Linked DNA regions of Anser cygnoides: region 2 is linked to region 1. Evidence: chromatin contacts called from public Hi-C data. All regions are on one chromosome and are shown on one strand. Each heading gives the region's core, a stretch centred on a gene start, on an enhancer-like site or on the middle of the called end of the contact. The rest is flanking DNA. Distances are from core to core; before and after follow the strand shown. Region 1 holds the start of PDE6D (phosphodiesterase 6D). Region 2 holds the start of EIF4E2 (eukaryotic translation initiation factor 4E family member 2).

Region 1 (5,055 bases), core at 1,491-3,990:
TATAACAAGCCATTCAGTAATTTGCTTAAGCTACGCTTAGATCTCGTCTGCACAGGGAGGGAGAATTACCTCTTTAATCACATCCGAAACAGGCCCTCCACCACGGTTCGTGTTACCCCACAGGTACACTGGCACAGTTGCTCTGGGAGAGAAGTGCGTCACCTCATTTGTCTGAAGAGCTGTTCAAGCTGAAATCCAGGGCCGATGCAGACATGGAAATGTGTAATAGCGAGCTATTTCCCATGGATCATTTTTGCAACCTCTTGCTGGAGCCCACAGATAAAAATCAACCAACTACTACTGAGCCCTGCTGCATTAGTCCCTTTTAGGTCATCCAGGAGGATCTTTTTGTCAGGCTGTTGTGACATCTCCTGGCTGCTGCCAGCCAGCCTGGCTGGCTGAAGTGGACTTTGGAGGATAGCATCAGTTAAGCTCAGCTTCTGGGATGGATTTTTTTTTAAATAAAATAAAAATATGAGTATGCCCAGCTGTCTTGTCTCCTTTCAAACTGCTATTGCAACCTCTTGCTCCACCCACGCAGCTTTCCGCATGCAGGGAGATGTTAATCCATTTTATCTTTTAATGTTAGCATTATCTCTTCACTCGCCCCGTCTCTTCCCCTTGTGATTCTATAATCTAGGTCCCTTTTAGGCAGCAGATAATTTCACCTTGTTTCCTTGTGTTGCCTGAGAAAAGAAACCATAAATCCAGAGTAATGTCTCCAAGCAGTGGGGTCACGGAGCCCCAGAGAGACTTTGAGAACATCATTTCTCTCAGTCAGGAAAAATGCACGAGCCTGTAAAGTCACCTGTAAGGGACAGAGACGGGGAAGGCTGGGATTACAGCGCAGTGACAGCCCTCTGTCCCACAGCTCAGTCACACTGAGCTCGGCATCTGGTTCTTCAGGCTTTTGAGCGCCCGACCTCCAGCTGCTCATCCTGCCCCCGTCTGCACCCTGCTGCCAGGCAGGCGGCGCCAGCTTTGCCCCTCCTCGGTGTGCACCTCCCTGCGCCCCAGGGCACGATTCTGGAGCTGGCTCTTCTCCCCTGAAATCCCAGTTTTGATGTGTCACCGGCAAGAAAGTTCACACCCAGTGTCACCAAGGTGAGGGCTGATAGTGAAAGCAGGTACTTTTGTGTTTCTTAACCTTTCCCTCACCTTTCATAAATAAAAGGTGGTTTAAATCAAAAAAGAGGTACCTTAGGATAACATAGGAGCTTACCAATAGCCCACATAACACTCGTTATATTAAGAAATCATGCAGTAGGCTAGATTTATCTGCCAGGATTAGGATCTGATTCCTAAAATGCCCACTAATTTTACTTCCCAACCAACTTAAAGCAAAATATCAACTGCTGGCACCACAGCCATGTTAGAGCAGGAACATCTACATGTGACCAAGTGGGGTAAGCTGGGATACATAAATGCTAACGCAGCCTTGGATGCGTTTTCACTCCCCATCCACGTGTGCTTTCACCATACTTCACCCATTTATTCTCTCCTGCCAGGTTTCCAGCACCTCAACTGCCAGCACACATCTGCAGAGGAAGGGGTGATGGGAGACTGAAGACTTGCTGAAGAAGCTGTCAAGCTCTCCACTTTTCCCAGGATCTGGGGAGCAAGCTGCTAGCTGGACTCTCATCTCTTGCCTTGGCCAGGCTGGGGGCGATGTGTATCTGAATGGTGGCCGACGCGCAGCTGTACAACCCCTTCCGTTGAGTGTGGGGTGGGAGAAGGCCCCAGCTTACAAACCCATCTCTCAGTTATGCTGGAGAAACACCAGCTCTTTTATCAGCACCTTGGGAGGACGGCCGTTCCAGTGCTCTGGGGAGGCAGACGGCAGGCTGGCAGCATCCTCTCATCTGCAATGACAGCTTGGGAACTGCGACACCTGCCAGCTCCGTGTGCTTGGGATGGAAAAGCAAAGGTGAGGTTTTCAGAACAAAGTCATGCAGAGGGATAGCGAGACTTGCTGCGTAGCTTTCTCACAAGTGGATCGGAAAGCTGACGTGCTATTTGCGTTAATATAGGCTGAGGATTTTGAGAGGCGAGAACTCGGGGCTTCTGTCACCCTCTGCGTTACGGTGTCCCAGGTAGCGCCGTTCCACGGGCCGGGAGCTGTCCCAAGATCTCCAAGCTTCCTCTGTCAGTTCTTCCAGGAGCTCAAACCGGAGCAACGCCGACTGCCCAGCCCGTACCTCCCCACACAGACTGATGGAAACTGGGATTTGACCCCAAAACACAAAAAGACCCCAACTGTGCCCTGTGGGGCTGCCGCCCTGTGCCCTCAGGGGCTGACGGAGCCCCTCGCTGCCCAGCCCCGCCGTCTCGGGAGCGAGGTTGGGGCACCCAAGCCCCAGCCGCCCGGTGCCCCCTCACACCCCGCCGCCTCCTTCCCAACGAGGAGCCCGGCCCCGGGGCCGCGCTAACGCCCCGCGCCCGGCCAAGTTTGTCCCACGTCGCCTCCCGTCCCCGCCCCGCCGCCGGGCCCGGCCGCGCCGAGCTCCTCAACGCCCGCTGCGCAGCCGCCCTTGAACGACAGAGGGGAGGGGGGGAAGAGAAAGAGGGGGGGGGAAGACGCGAGGGCGCGCTCTGATTGGCCAACCCACCTGTCAGCAAAGGAGGCGGCGGCGAGTGATTGGCCGGCTGGGCCGGGCGGGAGGCGGGGCGGAGGGAGGCGGCCGGGGTTGGTTGCGGCGGGCGGTGGCGGGTGCGAGGGAGCGGAGGGAGGGAGGGGGGAGGAGGGGCGGGGGGCCCTGAGGCGCCGCTGTCACCGCCGCCGCCGCCGCCTCCTGCCCGCCCGGCCAGGCCCGGCCCGGCCCCGGCCCGCGCAGCCCCCTCCGCCCGCGGCGGGACCATGTCGGCCACGGACGAGCGGGCCAAGGAGATCCTGCGGGGCTTCAAGCTGTATCCGCCCGGCTGAGGGGGGCGGGGGGGGGAACGGGGAAGGGGGGGGGGGGGCGGCGTGAGGGGAAGGGGGGAGGGGTTGTCATGGAAACGGCCCCCCCCTCCCGGGGGGGGGATTGTGCCCGATGGGGTCCCCCCCCCACACACACACCGGGGGGTGCCAGCGGGGTCCCCTCCCCATGGAAGCAGCTGCCCGTGGTAGTGGGGGTGGCCTCAGGGCCCGGGCTTGGTGGGTGGGAGCCGGGAGGGGACTTGGGGGGGATGGAGGGGGGAGGGGGGTCCCCGCCAGGGTGGGGGTACACAGGCGGAAAGGCCGAAGGCCACCCCCGCTGCTCCCGGGGTGCCCCTGCAGGAGCTGAGGGGCTGCTCACCGGGGTCCCTGCTTCAGCTGGGGGCGGCTGGTCGGCTGCAGGAGGAGCCCAGCCCTTCCCCTGGGCCTGCTGCTCGGGGTCCTCTCCTCGGGGACCCTCTCCTCGGAAGGGCCGTACCTGGTCTGCTCGTCCCGAAGCGGCTCCTTCCCAGTCGTGCGGTGAGGTACCGGCGCATGCTGCCCTGGCCACGGTTGGCTGTACGCGTAGCGATGCCGCTGACGTGCCGTCAGATGCCTTTCCCTGCAGGTTATTTGAAAACTTTTTGCATCGGGGCTTGCAAAAGGGTTTGTTTTGCATGTTAGCTGAACGCGGGGTTAAGGGCGATCAAAGGAGATAGAGCTGAGCTCAGAAGAGAAATGAGAGCCCGCGTGCACCTTTCCAAGCCCGGGTAAAAGTAGAGAAAGGCTCAATGTAAAGGCCCACGTGCAACCTGAGGATGGGAGAAATGTGCTGCATAGAACTACTACAGCAGATTCTTCTAGGCTTGAAAGACAGGTGCAAGAATGACCTTTAAGCACAGGGAAACTTTTTTTTTTTTAGTGGAAAGGACAGAAGTGAACTGAATACCCTCTTGATCTGATGCTGTTATTCCTGAACAGATTTCTGGCCAATGAAACGTTCATAATCTCTATGCCAGCTGTAGCACAATCTGAATTTCTAGGCTGGATTTAGCAGGACAGCTACTACCAAACTATAAGCAGATGCTTTTCTTAACTTATGAATCACTGTCCCCTCCCCCAGCTTTTAGTACTGCATCTGGTTTCTTTGCTTCTGCGCTAGCAATATTGACAGCTCTCTTTATTTATGAAGATGTAATATTTCAGCTGTCAAAACGTTATTTAAGAGCCTTTTGTGCAGGCAATTAGAAAAAGCATAAGCTTCTGACAAGCCCAGACTAAGCTTCTGGTAGAAATGAGAAGTGTTTGTAAAGTTAACTCCAGGGAACAAACTTTTAAGTGTTTTTTACTTGCATTTGTCTATTGTGTTTGCTGGATAGCACAATTTAGGTGAAGGCTTTTGTCCAAGTTTGGATGAAATAATTCATTTTGTTTGTTGCCTTAAGTAGAAAATACTCTTTGACCTTTAAGAGGAAGATGGTTGTACAAGCCTAAGGTAAACTTCTGTTGTCTCAAGCAGCTGTAGCACAGGCAAGGAGCTTTAGCAGAAATGCTCTCCTGAATGACAAGTTTAGTCTTCCTTTGTTTGTCCCAGCAAAACACCAATGCCAATTTTACCTTTGATAAGACATTTTAGGCTACAAAAGCCTTGACTGTACTTCTCCAAAAACATGCAAGGGTACTTTGATAGCTCAGGTCACTGCCACAAGCACTGTGCAGCACGAAGTCTGTGAAACAAGAAAGTTTCTTTACACATTTTATAAATGGAATTTAATAAGTTAGAGTAATTGATCATCAATATATGCCATTCGTTGATCAGAAAAGCGGCCGAACGTTTCTCGTTTATGAGAGAAAGCCTTGAGACACTGCACCATCCCCACAGGAAGCCATTCATACCCAGATGTGGCCACGTTTTCCATAAGGCAGCCATCAGCAAAGTGTTCCACTTCCTTTTCTAAGAAGAGTGCATATTCTAGAGCATTGCATTTTAAAGAGATGCTTTATCTTCTACCCGCTCTACTGCTGTGTGTGCTGATTTAATTTGCTTGATAAAAAGGGAAGAGAAACATGGTCTGAGAAGCTGTTACATTTATGCTTGGAGTACTTGAAAATTTTCTCCTCCCCTCCCTGGAGCTCAGCTCCAACCTAAGCACACCCTG
Region 2 (5,055 bases), core at 981-3,480, 300 kb before region 1:
GGCTGCCACTCGTGGTTCGCAGGCCACTCACGATTCCCAACACATCTCGAATGAGATGCCCCGCATCAGTGGCAGTGTAAAATTCGAAAAGTTTGCCTCAACTGCTTCCCCGTGTGAGACCTGGCGAGCACAATGCTCAGATCAACGGTGAGCAAACATTACCATCTAATGGCTGCTGGTGTTAATTACAACTATAATTTCTGTTTTAACAGTGAAGGCTGTTCCTTGTCTAAGTACTGGTACTCTGAAAACACTGTCTGACTGGAAAACAAATGAACATGGAAAGGTAATAAAAGCAATGTTTATGATTTTGCTGTATCTATCAATCACCTCTGGTGGGGCAACGTAAATGGAAAAAATCCCATTGAAATGTTTCTGGGTAACATGACACAGTTGCTTTGTTGGCTATATAAACTGCAGATACATGAAAAATAACAGTCATAAATAGTAATGCTATGTATTAATAACAGTGAAAGCTCTCTAACATTTTAATAGTGAAACACGATTCCAATCTCTTTTATTTCCTTAGACCAGGATGAAATGTCTCCCGTCCCTTTCTCATGCAATGGCAAGGACCACAAAACAGCCCTACGTAATAGAAATGGTCTGAGCTCTGGTCTAAGAGTACCACTAAGATGCAGGAGGCAGGCACAAACTCTCTGTAAACACATCTTTATGTGACTCATTGTCCTAGGGGGCTGGGCTCTACAGAAACGTATATACACCATGGACAGGAAAGGCTCCAGTGACTGCGCTAAATGGATTCCAATCAGTGAAGAATGCCTTGACTGGGCATGCACTTGTTTTAGGGATGTCATGGGAGGTCCCTGTGGGACTTTCTGTTGTGTACACTGAAATATTTTTAGCAGACTGAGCTGTTCAGAGAACAGTTTGGTACAATGCCTGCATCTACTTTTAATGCCTCTTTTCAGGATGAGCTGCTCTTGGCAGCAAGGTGAATGCTGTAGGACCACTGCTCCATGTCCTTCCCAAATGCTGGGCCGCAAATATACACTCAGCACACAAAATTAATGAGTTTCCCATTCATGTACTAGCCTAGCCTGCACAATTCTTAGTTGCTGAGCATGTTACCGAGGTATCTCAAGAAGTCTTTACAGTAAAAGGTGTAATAAAGAAGTCTGCAATGACTGTCCAGAAAAAATGGGACAAGCTAACATGGTCGTGGCTTTGAGAACTACAGCCAAGTGCTGACCTAAGGTGTAGGAGGAAACAGATGAGACCAGCGGTGGCACTAACACACTTGCAGGATCTAAAAACACTTATTTAGGAAGAGATCAGGAACCACCATAAGAGCTGGGTGCCTGGAGAGCCATGGGACCTCACTGATGCATACTTAGCTCAGAAAACTAAGGGTAATAAGTATTTGTCCCCTGTGCAGCTGCAACATATTTAAGATGCTTGTAGCTCAGACATTTCCAGCTGCCCTTCTACCTCCTCCTCCTTTTTCTTCTGAGAGACTGTTGACCTGTTTATTTCTTTTAATTCAACCTCAAAAGCAAAATATTTTGTCTAAGTACTTGAGGATGTTTCTCGGCGGTCACCACAGAGGCAGTAATGTTGGTCCACCCTAGATTGAAACAAGCCTTGTTGTACACTGTTTTCCTCAGTCAGTAAGATTATTTATTTTTAATAGAGCTACAAGGCTGCTGTCTTACCAACTTCATCAACTTAGTATGGACTTTGTGATGCAGAAAGCCCTCTTGCTGGAAATTTGCTATGCTATTAAAAGATTCTTAAGTCCCATCATCTGTCTTACATCTACAGGCAAAGGATGACCCGCGCTCTGTGTTCAGAGATCACCATGACACAAGTGATCATGGATCTCTTTTTGGCAGGCTCAGACATCACCACTAACACTTCGTGCTGGCCTCTCCTCTATGTGGTGGTGTACCTGGGAGAACAAGGTGAGAAATGCATGGATTGTACTTATACATGTCACTGTCCCTGCTTGTGCCTCAGCACTAGGCAAAATGACATTGAGTCAGTTGTCCCAACCCTGCAGTGTAACGTGGTTGGGGCATTTTGAGTTAAAATAAAGCCTACACATAAAATTCTTTCCTGGACACTCGCAGCAGAGCCCCCTCCTCGCCCCACAGGGCTGGCCCTAGCGCCACACCCAACATGGCGGCCGCCCCGCCACCCTCCGCCACACACAAGATGGCGGCCGGGTGCGTCGCTTTTCCGCTTCCGACGCTCGCCGCGCTCACGGTGCCGGGGCGAGGAGGGGGGGGGGGGGGCAGCGAAGCGGCGGACGGCGGCGGAGGCTCGGGGCTCGCGGCCGGAAGCGGCGGAAGGCTTTGGGCGGCGGACCCGGCGGGGCGGAAGTGGCGGAGCGGACGGAGGTGGCGGCAGCGAGCGACGATGAACAACAAATTCGACGCGTGAGTCGGCGGCGCGGCCTGCCCCGGGCCTGACGGCACCGGACCCTGCCCGCGGCCCCCCTCCGCCGCCCGGGACCGCTCCGGGCCTGGCCGCGAGTCACCGGGCCCGCAAAGCCCCGGCCCGGCTCGGGGGGCTCCCGCCTGGCCCCGGGGAGCGGGCCCGGGCCCGGCCGCTGCAGCCCCCGGTTGTGGCGGGGCGGCCCTCCCCGCTTCTCGCTCGGCTTCTCCGGCCCTCAGCGGGGAAGGGGCCGCGCCCGTGAGGTGCTGGGGGGCAGGGAGCTGCCTTCTGGCCCTCGCGTGTGCCTGGGGTGGCTGCCACAGGCGCTGGGCGTGCGGAATGCCGCGTGTGGTGCTCGCCGCGTGGGCTGTCAGGTGGAGGTTTGTAACCTCGGACCGTGTGGGAGCTCGGCAGCGCGGGCCGCTGGGTTTTGGCGTAGAAATTCTGGACTGCGAGGTGTGGCGCCTGATTGCTGTGTTCCTTTCCCCTTGCCAGATTGAAAGATGATGATAGCGGAGACCATGACCAGAACGAGGAGAATAACACACAGAAAGACAGTGAGAAGGAAAAGAACGACCGAGAGAAACCACAGAGTACTACCAAGAGGAAGGTAAGGTGCTGGCACCTGCCTTCCCTCAGTGGGGCGTGAGGTGGGAGTGCTGGAGAGCCCTCAGCTCTGGGATAAAGAAGGTGTCTTTAAGATCTGTGGCCACTTCACGTGCTGTTACTGTGCTAATGACAGCTGAGGGGCCGCGTTAGCATTTGGATAATTCGATGCAGCTTTTGAAGGTATGTAATCTGAGGGGAGAATGCTCCATTCACAGTTGCAGCTAGGCACAGCCAAGCTTTTGAATAGAAATGAGAGTAAAGTTGGTTTCCCCCCAAAAAAAAATTTTTGGAAGAGGATGTGGGAAGGACAGGTTGACAGAGGAGTGGTGGCTTGCAGTTGGTTTACCAAGCTGAGTTTGTGCCACTGATGAAATAATTCAAGATGTGATCTCTGTGAGTGTTGTGTGGCTTTGTTAAGAAGGTGGATATACATGTTGTTTTCTTAATCTTGTACTTAATACTGTCATGTTTGAAGTAATACAATCATTATAAACTTACTGTAGTCCAGAAGAGAATAGAGACTTAAGCCCTAGTCACTCCTGCAGCAATTTCTAGTGACACAAGATGAGGGCTTTGAGGCTTTTTTTCCCTGTCAGATTTGACTCTTAGCTAGTGAGTTCTTGTTAGCCTCTTTTATGTGTATTAGAAGATTTTTTTAATTGGAAATGGATGTTTTGGAAATTGAAAAGACCTCTCGGCTGACTGCTAGTGATGGGTTCTGCCAAAGCTGACATAACAAGTTCTGAGACAGACTAATCCTCCCGGAGTGGCGGGGTGTTGGTTGCTTAAGGGAGTTGTTGTCACCAAAGAGTTGTAATTGCTTTTGAATCATGGCTTAGCATAAATGAGTTTTACTCTTCCCAGAGATGAATGACTTCTTAATTCAGAAAAGTTAAATTCTTGTATTGCCATTTTTAGTTGGTCTTTTTTTTTGGCGACAATCACAGTTAACTATTAGAAACAGCATCACTAAATTTTCCTTTTAGCTCTCACGAGGGTTGCTTTTTTTGTGACACTTCCCTGAGCATGTTATTATTTCCTTAGCCACCCCTGCACTGCAAATTTCTAATATTCTTTGGAATAGTCAGCTGCTGTTAGCCTAATGGTCCATGTCAGACAACTAACAGAGATGGTATTTATTTTTTCCTGTGCAAATAAGGATCAGATGTTTGTTTTATAATCCGTGAGGGCAGGAACATGTGGACTTCTGATGCTGCGAATATAATTATTTCCATTCCTGCTCTTGAGGAGTTTATAAGGGATAAGCAAGGTTTTCTGTTCTGCAGGCAGTTGTCCCAGGGCCAGCTGAGCACCCCTTGCAGTATAATTACACGTTCTGGTACTCCAGACGAACACCTGGGAGGCCTACCAGCTCGCAGAGTTACGAACAGAACATCAAACAGATTGGCACCTTTGCCTCAGTGAGTATATCCCCGTTGTGCTTGTGTCTCGTGAGCGTGATGTGGCCATCGTCGCTGGCTTGCTGAGTGTGTGCACGTGGACGCTGTGCTTCTGCTGTCAGGAACAGAGCTGAGTGTGATGTGCCGTGACTTACAGGTGAGTTCTTGAACCACATACAGCATGGGACGTGTCCTAAGCAGTTCTCTGCCCTGTGCTAGACAGCTGGAATAAAAATGATAGAAATAAAAAGGAGTCACACGTAGCTTCAGTCTGCTAGCTGCAGCAGAACTTGACAGGTAAGCAAGAGAAGAAAGCAACAGCTCTTCTGGATGCTAGGTAGCCGTGAGGCAGGCTGTACAGTCCTCCCCGATGCTGCGCCAAGTGTTTTCATCGCAAAGAATAATGAACAGGCATCGGGTGTGCTGTATATGCAAGCAGCTGTTGGCCTGGTGTCTGTTGCCCTTCTGGAAGTGATGAGTGAGGTGCAGTTTGGTGTTGCAGTGAAGTAGTTAAAAACCAAGCTCCTCTCCCTTTTCCCTTTCGCTGTTTACGGTTGTTTATTCCTAGAATGAAGGAAGTGCTGGAAGGGCGGGCAGTGTTGGGTTGTTTCATGGTACTGGCAGTGTAAAACCATCATTAAGATGC

What was found. A called contact is a pair of places that touch in the nucleus more often than the background predicts.
Region 2: a Hi-C map of liver shows a contact between it and region 1, with 2.3 times the contacts expected there. The contact joins the promoter of EIF4E2 here to the promoter of PDE6D in region 1. A contact is called at or near these places in 2 of 7 Hi-C or Micro-C datasets (granulosa cells and liver).

Annotation. Positions count from the first base shown.
Region 1 is chr9:17,035,737-17,040,791 of Taihu_goose_T2T_genome, reverse strand. It overlaps PDE6D (phosphodiesterase 6D), which reads left to right and starts at 2,740. Exons shown (of 5, transcript XM_067002603.1): 1 at 2,740-2,907. The coding sequence starts at 2,858. COPS7B (COP9 signalosome subunit 7B) reads right to left here and starts at 3,579. Exons shown (of 7, transcript XM_048076650.2): 1 at 3,396-3,579. The coding sequence starts at 3,575.
Region 2 is chr9:17,335,987-17,341,041 of Taihu_goose_T2T_genome, reverse strand. It overlaps EIF4E2 (eukaryotic translation initiation factor 4E family member 2), which reads left to right and starts at 2,230. Exons shown (of 7, transcript XM_067002072.1): 1 at 2,230-2,402; 2 at 2,896-3,010. The coding sequence starts at 2,383. It overlaps LOC106044823 (a long non-coding RNA gene), which reads left to right. Exons shown (of 4, transcript XR_007168356.2): 3 at 213-286; 4 at 1,786-1,919. It overlaps LOC125184397 (a long non-coding RNA gene), which reads right to left and starts at 583. Exons shown (of 3, transcript XR_010833471.1): 1 at 1-583.